2 separate regions of the Zea mays genome follow, and region 2 is linked to region 1. A link is a contact called in public Hi-C data. All regions are on one chromosome and are shown on one strand. Each heading gives the region's core, a stretch centred on a gene start, on an enhancer-like site or on the middle of the called end of the contact. The rest is flanking DNA. Distances are from core to core; before and after follow the strand shown.

Region 1 (5,725 bases), core at 1,930-4,429:
CTACTGCGTGCATCTGCATGATTGTCTAAGGTCCTTAGGACAAAGATAGCTGTAGGTGGGCCTAATATTTTGGGAGGTTCCGTCACAGAGGATAACCGAAGATCGTGGGATTCCTCGCCAGGATTGAGAGTCATGGCGGGCACCACACCAGGGTACACCTACATCAGCGCTTGGCCATTGGAAACCGCCCAGGAGACATCACCAGGGTACACGAAAATCGTTCGAGGCATCTCGAGGCGTGTATCAGGACCATTGGATACAAAATTGCTCACCGGAGTTCTTTCGCGCCACCGCGACACAGACCTCCGTGGTCGACGTACCTCGGGGCACCTATAATTGGTGAGAACTCCTTTCTCTCGTTCACCATTTATCCTACATTGTTTAGCACTAGTTTTCGTGGGAGTCTGGGCACCAGGGCGCCAGTCCGACGTGCGACGGCATATGCTTTGCCGCGTGGTGTGGCAGCACCGCCCTGTCTCGGTAAGGAATGGGGGCAAATGGATCGGATGTCGTTCTCCTTCACCATCGCAATATGTAGCAATAGTTCGCTAGACAAAATATGCTCCTCAGACTCAGATGGCGTGCACCACCCAGTGTGGTCGATAGGAAGGAGGAGGCCACCTGGCCGTCCAATTGGCTATGGGCGGCTAGGATTAGAAGACGCATACCCCTTCGTGGGGTTTGATCTATGGCCGTTGGATCGTATTTGGATGAATAAGATCGCATCACGCTTAATAAAATCCTAGTTGTTAGATCTCTAGCCAATGGCTGAGATTAGAACCATCACGTACCGCTTCGTGCCTTGATCTAAGCAGTAGGTCTGTGAATGGAGGGCTCCGGTTAAGTCGCGCTGACGAGCCTTGGCGTTTTTCTTTAAGAGACCCTGGGGAACGTCAAAATCAATCCGCCATCCACTCCCGTATTATGATCAATACGATTAGGTCCAAATTCTTACAAAATTGACCCTTAGCTTTTCACAAATAGAACTCACATTTCAAAGAATTTGCTGATTTGTATAAATTCGATCTTAAATTGATTTTAGTATAAAGGTAATTCATAAAACATTGAAAATCAATAACTTCTCCGATATAACTCCAAATTACTCCATTCAAGTTGTGTTAGCCTCGTAATAAAATTGTCTACACATTAGTAACGTTATTTTTATAATGTAACATGTTTTAAAAAATGAATAATTAAATTGTTTACCCTATGTTCACTGGATTAACTTTTCTAATTAAAGTAAAAAATTATGACCTCTAATTAAGTTATATCCTAGATTACATTTGAATTAATTCTTTATTTAGAATGTCTTTCTCACTTGATTTATAATCAATATAGAACATATTTTTCAATATTCAATCCCCTGAATCTTCTGAAAGTCATATCTCTTTAATCATAACCCTGTTCAAAGTGATTCTCAAACCTACGATCTCGTAGCGACGCGTAGAATATTTCTACACAGTTTGTTCTCATGTTTGGTGTAATTTTATTTTAATGTACTCCTTGTCTATTCGCATGTATTGCTATGAGTAGCAGCGAGGTCACGAGAAACCCGAAGACCAACTTGTTGAAGTACCTAGAATCTCAATTCACAGGCAAGTTGTGCCCTTGATCACTCTTCTTTACCTAATAATGTTCCTGTTAATCATTGTGACATGCTCAGGTTGATGGGACCTAATAGGTTACCTTAGTTTTGTTTACCCCACACCTTGCAAACAAATGAACTATTGGGTATACTTGTTATTGCTCTATCTGGTTTAGGATTAATATTATATCTGAATTAGGATCATGTTGTTCATGATAAGACTATTGTGTTAATTGGAATATAGAGCTTAACTTGAGATAACAGTGCTACCACAAGGGCGGAATGGGACGCCCTTGACTGACTAATTAGAAAAGCTAGTGGAGGACTACCTTACCTGAAAAGGGCAAGGGCAATAGAGGAGTTGCTGGTATACGGAAGTTCTCGGGTCGATCATGCTGCGATGGCTTTTCGGACGAGGGATTCCTATATCGCTCTTCTCACAAAATCGTAGCAGGTTTTCTGAAGCTAGTGGAACTTTGTAAATGCCTCGTAGTGGATCCCTTGTCATTCACCTCAGAAGTGTCTAAGGGCCTTTCAAACCCTGGCTAGACATGATACACGACTTGTGGGTAAAGGGCGCACCCTCTGTAGAGTGTAAAACTGGTATATCAGTCGTGCTCACGGTCATGAGCAACTCCGACACTCACATGATTAACTTACAAAATTAAACTTAATTTGTCATTTGCATTGCATTGTGGGTTATTATTAATTACGATATGTTATTTAATTGGGATGACATCTACTTATACTTCGTAACTCTTAATAGAACTTTGACCAACTTAAAAGCAATGTTCAGTTTTAACCATCTTTTTTGATAAGCCTTATACTTCACATGAGCTTCATCGTAAGTGAGCTCATGCACATTACCCCACAACTTGTTGAGTGATGAACGTATGTGATCTCACCCTTGCTGTACTCACACCCCCAGGTCAAGGACAGATACCGCAAGGTAAGGAGCTTGAAGGATGCCGCGATGAGTTCGTGAGAGATCTATGCTGTCGTCTCTCAGTCAACTATAGTTCTAGAGTATCGTTGTCTTCATATGATGTAATTATTTAGCTATATTTTACAGAACCCCTATTATAAAAGTAAAGATATGACATTCATTTTTGTACCATGAGTCATCATATGTGTGAGACTTGATCCTATCACACATTTGATTTGCGTCTGAATTTGCGATTAAATCCGGGTGTGACATTTTACTAATCGTGCATTTCAAAGGAGGCGTTAAGTAAAGAAGAAATGGAAGTGGGGGGAGATTGCGCGCCACATTTTAGAGTGTGTTTATTTATCTCCTATATTATATAAGTTGTATTACAGTGTAAGAGTAGGGTGATAAAATACTACTTATACTATTGTATCATAATCTAGCTTATACAATTTAGAAGGGAAAACATTAATCTTTTTCGCCCCAACTTGGCCATGCCATTCTGCTATAGCAGAATTGTCCAACATCGCTTACCTGGCCACACGCCCACAGAACCACGACGTGTCACCTTCGTCATAAGTTGGCCCACATGTCAGCGTCAGAGCCTGCTCCCAATCAGCACCGGTTAATCACCCCAGCCCAAATCTACCCCGCGTTAAATCGCAACATGGCTGTGCCACCCACACTAATCACCCCCCCAAATCGACCACCCCTCCCTCTCCCTCTCTTAAGATCGCCGGCGAGGGGAGAGCCGAGAGGCGCAGGGCAGCCCCCGCCGACGCTTCCGCTCCCGCTCCCGCCGCTGCCGCAGCCGCAGCCGCAGCCGCAGCCGTAGCGGCATTTTGTCGAGCATATGGCGCTCGTGCCCAGCGGCGGCGCGGGCGCTTGCAAGGACGAGGCCGCCCTTGGGCTCCCGTGGTCCGAAATGTTCCGCTCCGCCTCGCGCCGCCGGCCCAAGCAGGAGTCCGACGATGCGCCGCCCAAGAAGCCCGCGCTGAAGACGGCGGGTGCCAAGGAGATGAAGGCCAAGCCGTCGTCGGTAGGGACTGGAGCTGGGGCAGGAGCCGACATCGCAGGGCTGTCGCTGGAGCCCGACGCGCGCCTGGCGCTCTACATCGCCATGGCGCACGCGGGCCTCGCCACCGCGCTGCTCGTGCTCTACGGCCTTTACCTGCTGCTCGCCGACTTCCTCCGCCCGCTGCAGTGGGCGTTGCTCTGCTCCGTCCCGCTCCGCGAGACGCAGCGCGCGCTCGTCGCCTTCTGGGAGCCCCCGCTCCGTGGCGGACTCAGCGCCGCACTGCTCGCGCTGCCACTCGCTGTGCTCCGGTCCTCGACCGCAACGCTCGCCGACGCGCGCGCCGCGCTCCTGCGCCGCCCGCTCCCGTCATCGCCGGCGTTCCCGCGCCTCCTCCGCTGGCTCGTCTCCTTCTTTTTCTTCCTCATCCTCTTCGAGCGCCTCGGCGCCGCCACCGCGCTGCTGCTCCTCGTTTTCGCGCTCGCATTCTTCGCCGCGTCCCCCAAGCTCAAACGCGCTGCCTCCTCACGCATCTCCGGTCGGCCTCCCTCCTCTCGCGGCCTCCTATTAACTGGAGGCATCCTCCGCCACCTTAAGACACTAGTCGCTCTTGGTCTCATGCTTGGTATGATCGCTGGGTTCATAACTGGCAGCATCTTCTTCTCCTACAAGATTGGGCTAGAGGGCAAGGACGCCGTCATGTCCCTCAAGTCCCATGTCGAGAAGAGCAACTACTCAGAGAAGATTGGCTTGAAGAAGTGGATGGACGACAATGACATTCCTGGCTTGGTCGATCAGTATTCTGCCAAGATCTATGACACCTTGTGGGAGCAGGTCGACCAATTGGCTGTGCAGTACAACCTTACAGATTTCACTAGTGGCTTCCGGCATTTCTTGATCAGCCAATCAGTTGACCCCAAAAGCAAGGCGCTCATCAGTTCCAGACCGCACCCATACTCAATGAAGTTGCAATCAATTGCGACACGTGTGAGAAACAGAGAATGGGTGGAGATTTACTGGGAGCTTGACTCATTCTTTAGGGAGCTGTTAATCACAAGAGAGGATTTGGTCATCAAGGCCAAAGAGCTTGCTTTGCAGGGAACAGAAATCGCAAAGAGGCTTCTGTCCAGCAGCACATCGGTGCTGGGCGGTAGTGCCAATTTGATGTTGTCAATCACCCTCCGCATTGTCTCAGGTGCGGCTGAGGTTGTTAATTTCCTGTCACAACTGATGGTGTTCTTGTGGGTGCTGTATTACCTTATTACTGTGGAGGGAGGTGGAGCTACAGAGCAAATCATTGATCTTTTGCCAGTGTCAAAACAAGTAAAGGACCGCTGTGTTGAGGTCATGGATCATGCCATCAGTAGTGTATTGTTGGCCACTGCCAAGATTGCCATATTCCAGGGGGGGCTGACATGGCTATTGTTCAAGTTCTTCAAAGTGCATTTTGTGTACACATCAACTGTGCTTGGATTCATAAGTGCACTTGTGCCAATACTTCCATTTTGGCTGTCCTCGATATTTGCCACAGGGCAGCTTCTCATGGAAGGGAGATATGTTCTTGCACTGGTGGTAACTGTGATACACCTCATGCTCATGGATTATGGCACAACTACCATTCTGGAGGATATACCTGGGTACAATGGGTATCTCACCGGCCTCAGCATAATTGGTGGCATGACACTGTTTCCCAATGCACTGGAGGTACTAATTTTGTTCTCACTTCTTTTGTGCTGGTACTTTCAATTCACCTTTTAAAGTGCTTCTCTGAAAATTTACTTTCGTACAGTTTCTCTTGCACATCACTGTTTAGAAAACTATTAGAATCTGCATCATCTGTGTAGAACCAGAGGCAAGAAAGAATCTTTGTTCTCTAGTAGATGTATCATTTCTCCCTTTTTATTTAGAGAATTGTGTTTCAGTTTCTTTTCTCCACACATTTTCTGCTTCCTGCAGTAGTTAGCTATTATGTGTGCATATCTATATGCTTTTAGCTGCATTCAACTACCACTAAGGGCCCGTTTGGATCCTTGGAATTGAAATCCATTCAAATAATCATAATTTAGGCACGATCAATGAAGCTTAAGCTAATATGGTTATATGCGGAATATATTTGTATACTGTTGTTATTCATATGATGGAGATATTTGTTTGCTGCATTTCAGTTGTAGGAGAGCAAGCCGAATAACATGCTATA
Region 2 (5,152 bases), core at 2,066-4,565, 250 kb after region 1:
TCATCAAAGAGTTGTTCTGTTTGAATATGAGAGGTACCAAAGAGTTCTTCATAATTTTCGAAAGCAAGGTCAGCGTCATCCACACAAAAATCTTCATATATGCTGTCCTTACTGAACATATCTTTATCTGGCGTATAGGGAACCTGCATACAGGAATCCTGTGAATATGTTAGTGACAGACTATCATTTGAAAAGACATGCTACAATGGGAAAAGGCCTACAAATTTGGAATATGCCATATAGCGAAATAACAAATGACAAGATACAATAAATCCTTTCATCGTACTGCATCTGTGAATTATCACACCAAAAGAAGGCAAGAAGGGAATTGTTAATATACAGATTGTCCATCCTAGGGCTTACTAAGGTGGTGGCTAGGTAACATAAATAGCATCTGAACAAGATTCATATGTGGCTGCCACATAGTGAAAATAAAAAAATGTAGATATTATTCCCAGTTTTCCATTTTAGATAGACAGGGATATGCAATTATTTATACGATCTTAGCAACATCAGTATTTTCATGCATGGCACAGTAGATTTATTTATAAACTTATTAGAAATTCTTTTGTTCATAATTCATTGTTTTATCTTATTGTTCATCAAGTAAACCAAATGAAATACAAAGCAGACAAAAGACCATAAAAGGAAAACAATTATGTGACATGACAAATGATAACCATCAACTGTCGGTAGCAAAGTCATTGTCCATCTTACATATATTGCACATGGAGGTAGAATATGCAGCAGCAGAGGTGAATAACTAATTCTATGTATGAGGTACCAGGGATAAGTGAATAGCCTTAAAGCACCTTATCTGGTGTGGAATCCACAGATCCAGCTGTTTCTGTTTGACCAGTAGCCAGTGGAAGTAGGTTCACTCCAGCTCCTGAAGAGGAACCTACCAAAAGCTTGTCACAAGTACCAATATCACTTACAAGTGTTGCACTAGCTATATCTAACAAAATACTGTCCCCTGCAGCATTATCTTGATTACTGACACCACTGTCGCTGATGCTCATCATGCTTATTCCTTGCTCACAGTTTGGCTCAGGTGCTACATTAGGAATATCTGAAACGAAGGACCATATTCTAGAAAGTTCTGCAGACGATGGACATCCTGAATAGCAATTTATAGTCTGCCTTTTGTGTCCGGCAGATGAGGATCCTGCAATGTGGCCATTCCAATCACAATTTTGGCAAAGCGAGGCATTTTCTGCTAGACAGCGGACCATAGCAGGCTGTGAAGCACACCGGTCACATAAAAGTGTCCTTGTATGACGCCGAGAAAGAGCATTAGCTGAATGCACATTACGGTCACATGATAAACACAAGGATGCTGCATCTGATCGGCAGTAAACCATAGACCTATGCTCCCCACAGAAATCACAGAGAGCGCCCATGATCTTTCCTATCAGCAAACTTCAAACCAGCTTCAGGAGATGTTATGCAGCCAACAAACTCTTCTTCAGAGTGTTTCCCAATCAATAGTTTACAAGGAACCTGTGCAGTATCGCAACTATTAAAAAGAATTACTACTACATCAGTAATCATTCTGGCTCTTTTACAACATGCATATGAATAATATTTTATCAGTAATTATCGCAACTATTATTTTATGAACTAGTAGTCTAGTACCCATACATCGTGTTAGAGAAATGCACATGATAGAATGACACTGACGTGATGACAGAAATTTGTTACTGGCAGTTACTCTGACCATGGCATCCACCCAAACAACAGGTTGTTTTTTTTTTCAACTTAATCCAAGAGAAACAATCAAACATGTTCCACCCATCAACATCTTACATCAGCTACAAGCAATATAAATATCAAGGATAATAAAGATTTGCTTCCTAATTAGGACATGTAGCCGCCATCTGCAATGAGACAGTTCTAGGTATCAATTGACTCATAAATCAGTGGACTCAGCCTCAATTTGCCGACCAGGGCATAAAGAACTGCGAAACCCACTACAAAAGTGCAGGCAACAAGTCTTGAAATCTTCTGTTCTCCGTGCATATTATAATTCAAAGCCCCCACTAAGTGCTTGCAAGAATGCGAGTATATGTCCCACGAGGTCACTAGGTACTACGAATCCTAGAAGAGATAATGTGTAAAAAAATGGAAGCCAGCCAGCATAAGACGTAAGACACAATTCTTAGTCATCCCTGACAGTGATTTCTTAGTAAATCCTATTATATAATATCCAACTTCTCCAAGCAACCAACACAGCGCAATACTATGGTAGGGAGGAAACATATGAAACATGAATGATTGGACCAATGAAATGAGCCAACAAACAGAGCTCGGTGATAATTTTATTTAAGCTAACAGAGGGTAACCTTTTCACCAGCAAAATAAATTCATGAGTTGTTTAGAAGTTTTCAGACTAAGGAAATCTTATGTGTGCAAAGCAAGAAGTGAAGTTGACTTTTTTTGAAAAAACTATATTTGGAAGGAAAAATGCAAATATTTCCAGTAAGTGTGCTCATACGGATGCATAACAAAAAGATTGCCCTTATCAATAACAAAAGGATTATAAGTATAAACATTTCTTAAAGCATTAGATTCACATCTTTGCACCTAAGACTGGATATAGTTAAAAGAACATGTTTTGATTATTCATATGAGAAACAATTTTTATTTTTTAAATGGAATTTTGTATGTAATTTGAGCACTGAAAAACCAGTATGAGTTAGAGCGTGACTGCGTGAGGCGGCAAATACGATGGTCGTTTAGGCCAAGGGAAAAAAACAAGCAGTTTTCTTACAGGATTCATGTCTCCCATATATTAAACTGAAAACAAATACAAGTATACAACAAAGCAAAACAAAATATAACGAAGAAAAAAATACAAACAGCCATTTCTAACACCATAAATCAGCATCAACCCAGTCTGAAACACAAACAGACATAAAATCGCAGCTGCATCGGGATCACCGGAAAGAGGAAAGGGGAACGATAAAGCGGCCGGTAACAAAATGATACGTATTTGCTGAATCAGACGTTGGGATTGGAGCCAGCGAATCCGAGGGAAGAGGTCGACCCCACATAAAAAATCCCGCGCCAAGGGAGAGGAAGAATAACTCACCGGAGGCAAAGCGACCGCGGCGGCTCCTCAGATCCGCCGGAGCGGTCGCCGGCTCGGCGCCTCCTGAGCGCCCCTGGGGAGCTCGGGTCGGCAACAGAAACCCAGGAGCTTCTAGAAAGGGATCAGAACCCTTTTTTAGAGAGAGGAAGGGAGGAACAAGAGAGAGATGCAAAGAGCAGAGAAGAGAGGGAAAGGCTGAGAAGGGGAAGAAAGAGGAAGTCTGAGGGCAGGCAGGCTAGCGGTAGACTGGTAGCGTAGAGGAAAAATTTGCTGAGGATGAGGTGGCGGGGCCCACGCCGGTGCGCTTTTGTGCGCTTTTTCGAGGGTAAGAGCGTCATTTCCCTCTGCCACAGAGGATAAGGGGGTGCGAGGGAGCCCGGGCCCGCGCCACGTTTGCAGCGCCCCCCACCCCCGGCCATCTCGTTTTGACATGCGCGGCCTCGGGCACATGGTCCGTGGCACGCCACCGTCACTAGCTGATGGTCCCAGCAAAGGTGGACCCAACGAGTCAGTGATTTGTTCTTGGGCTCGATCCGGTGGGAACTGTTGCGCAAAAGGTGAAGCAGTGAGCGGTGCGCAGGGTTTTTCGACTTGTCCGCGGTACTAGTACTGCCGTACTGGTACAGGTGGGTTGCTTCTCTGGCTCATGGGCCCGCACGTCACCGACGGACAGTGGCCTGCTTGCTCATTTGGCCATTTTGGCCTGGCCTGATTAGCGCGCCAACGGCTGGCTTTTTTCCCTGACTCCGGCTGGATGCATGTAGACTAGTATACTATGGTTACAGGGAGTGAGACAGCGGTGAGGCGGGCGGCAGTCGAGCCTCCTACCGTCTTACTGTTCCTGAGACCATAAAGTTCTACTGGAGTTTCTCTAAAATTTAGAAGAGTATACATTACTGTCTACGTTTTCGAATATTTATCATTCACTAGTTCATTTTTAAACTAAAACATAACAAATAAAAAGAACTAAGGAAGTATAATGTAGAAGAGGAAGTATAGAGGTTTAGTTTAGTTCCTTCTAAATAAAGTTCTGAGTCGGTCTCTGTATGGTTAGGTTGGCTAGGCTTCGTCCCTGCATGGTTAGGTTGTTGTATGACTTTGAATAGTTATTTATCCTAAAGAAAAAGACACTTCAAAATTTATTAAGGAACAATTTTTTTGTGTGGTCTTCTTTAAAAAAATGGTCTCTTGCTTTCATGTTTTTTTATACGAGTGAGAAGCAAATTGTATTTTTCGTGTTTTTAATAGACAAAAAATAGCTTCAAGCCTCTTGGAAGAAGAAACATCTGTCCTTAGAAATTCGAGTTAAGAGAGGATTTTAATATTATTGACCGATATAAAATTGAAAAGATCATCCACATGAAGCAAAGTATTGAATTGCTCTCATTTCTTGAAGTTGAAACGTCAAAATTAGCTAAGATAGAAATAATGCATGTATACATATGTGATAATATAGAATCATATGACTTCCACGAGACGACGAAACTGAGGGGTGTTTGAATGCACTAGAACTAATACTTAGTTAGCTAAAAATTGTTAGTATAATTAGCTAGCTAACAAATAACTACCTAACTATTAACTAATTTACAAAAATAGCTAATAGCTGAAATATTAGCTAGGGTGTTTGGATGTTTCAACTAATTTTAGTCACTAACTATTAGCTTTAGTGCATTCAAACATCCCCTGAGAAGATACAACGAGCATTATAGATTCACTAGTGTATTGCAGTAGCCGCTTATAATGAGTGTTTTCAATCGAACCTATTGTTTAGCATATGCTGGTCACTTGCTTTAATTCCTAAGAAATGTCAAAACAAGTAAATATAATTAAAACTATGGGCCCTTCGTCCTCTCAATTTATCTCAAATCTAGAGGTAAATTAAAGGGAGAAGGTCATCTAATACGACCACGCCATTAATCAACATGTTACAACCCTCAAGTCATACTACATCAACTTAAGTACAACCAACATCATCACCAGCTCAAGTCTTTGATGGACCAATTACACGTAGCCGAGCTAAGAAACTACAGTAAGAGGTGCACGCGCTACTTTATAAAT

Evidence for each region. Hi-C and Micro-C count contacts between places; a contact is called where the count stands out from the background.
Region 2: a contact with region 1 is called in a Hi-C map of bundle sheath, with 2.8 times the contacts expected there. The contact joins the promoter of LOC100282916 here to the promoter of LOC100191511 in region 1. A contact is called at or near these places in 2 of 25 Hi-C or Micro-C datasets (bundle sheath and tassel).

The regions. Positions count from the first base shown.
Region 1 is chr9:41,740,918-41,746,642 of Zm-B73-REFERENCE-NAM-5.0, forward strand. It overlaps LOC100191511, which reads left to right and starts at 3,180. Exons shown (of 2, transcript NM_001136943.1): 1 at 3,180-5,232. The coding sequence starts at 3,367.
Region 2 is chr9:41,990,410-41,995,561 of Zm-B73-REFERENCE-NAM-5.0, forward strand. It overlaps LOC100282916 (Zinc finger protein CONSTANS-LIKE 9), which reads right to left and starts at 3,316. Exons shown (of 5, transcript NM_001155822.1): 1 at 3,095-3,316; 2 at 813-1,503; 3 at 1-143. The coding sequence starts at 1,403.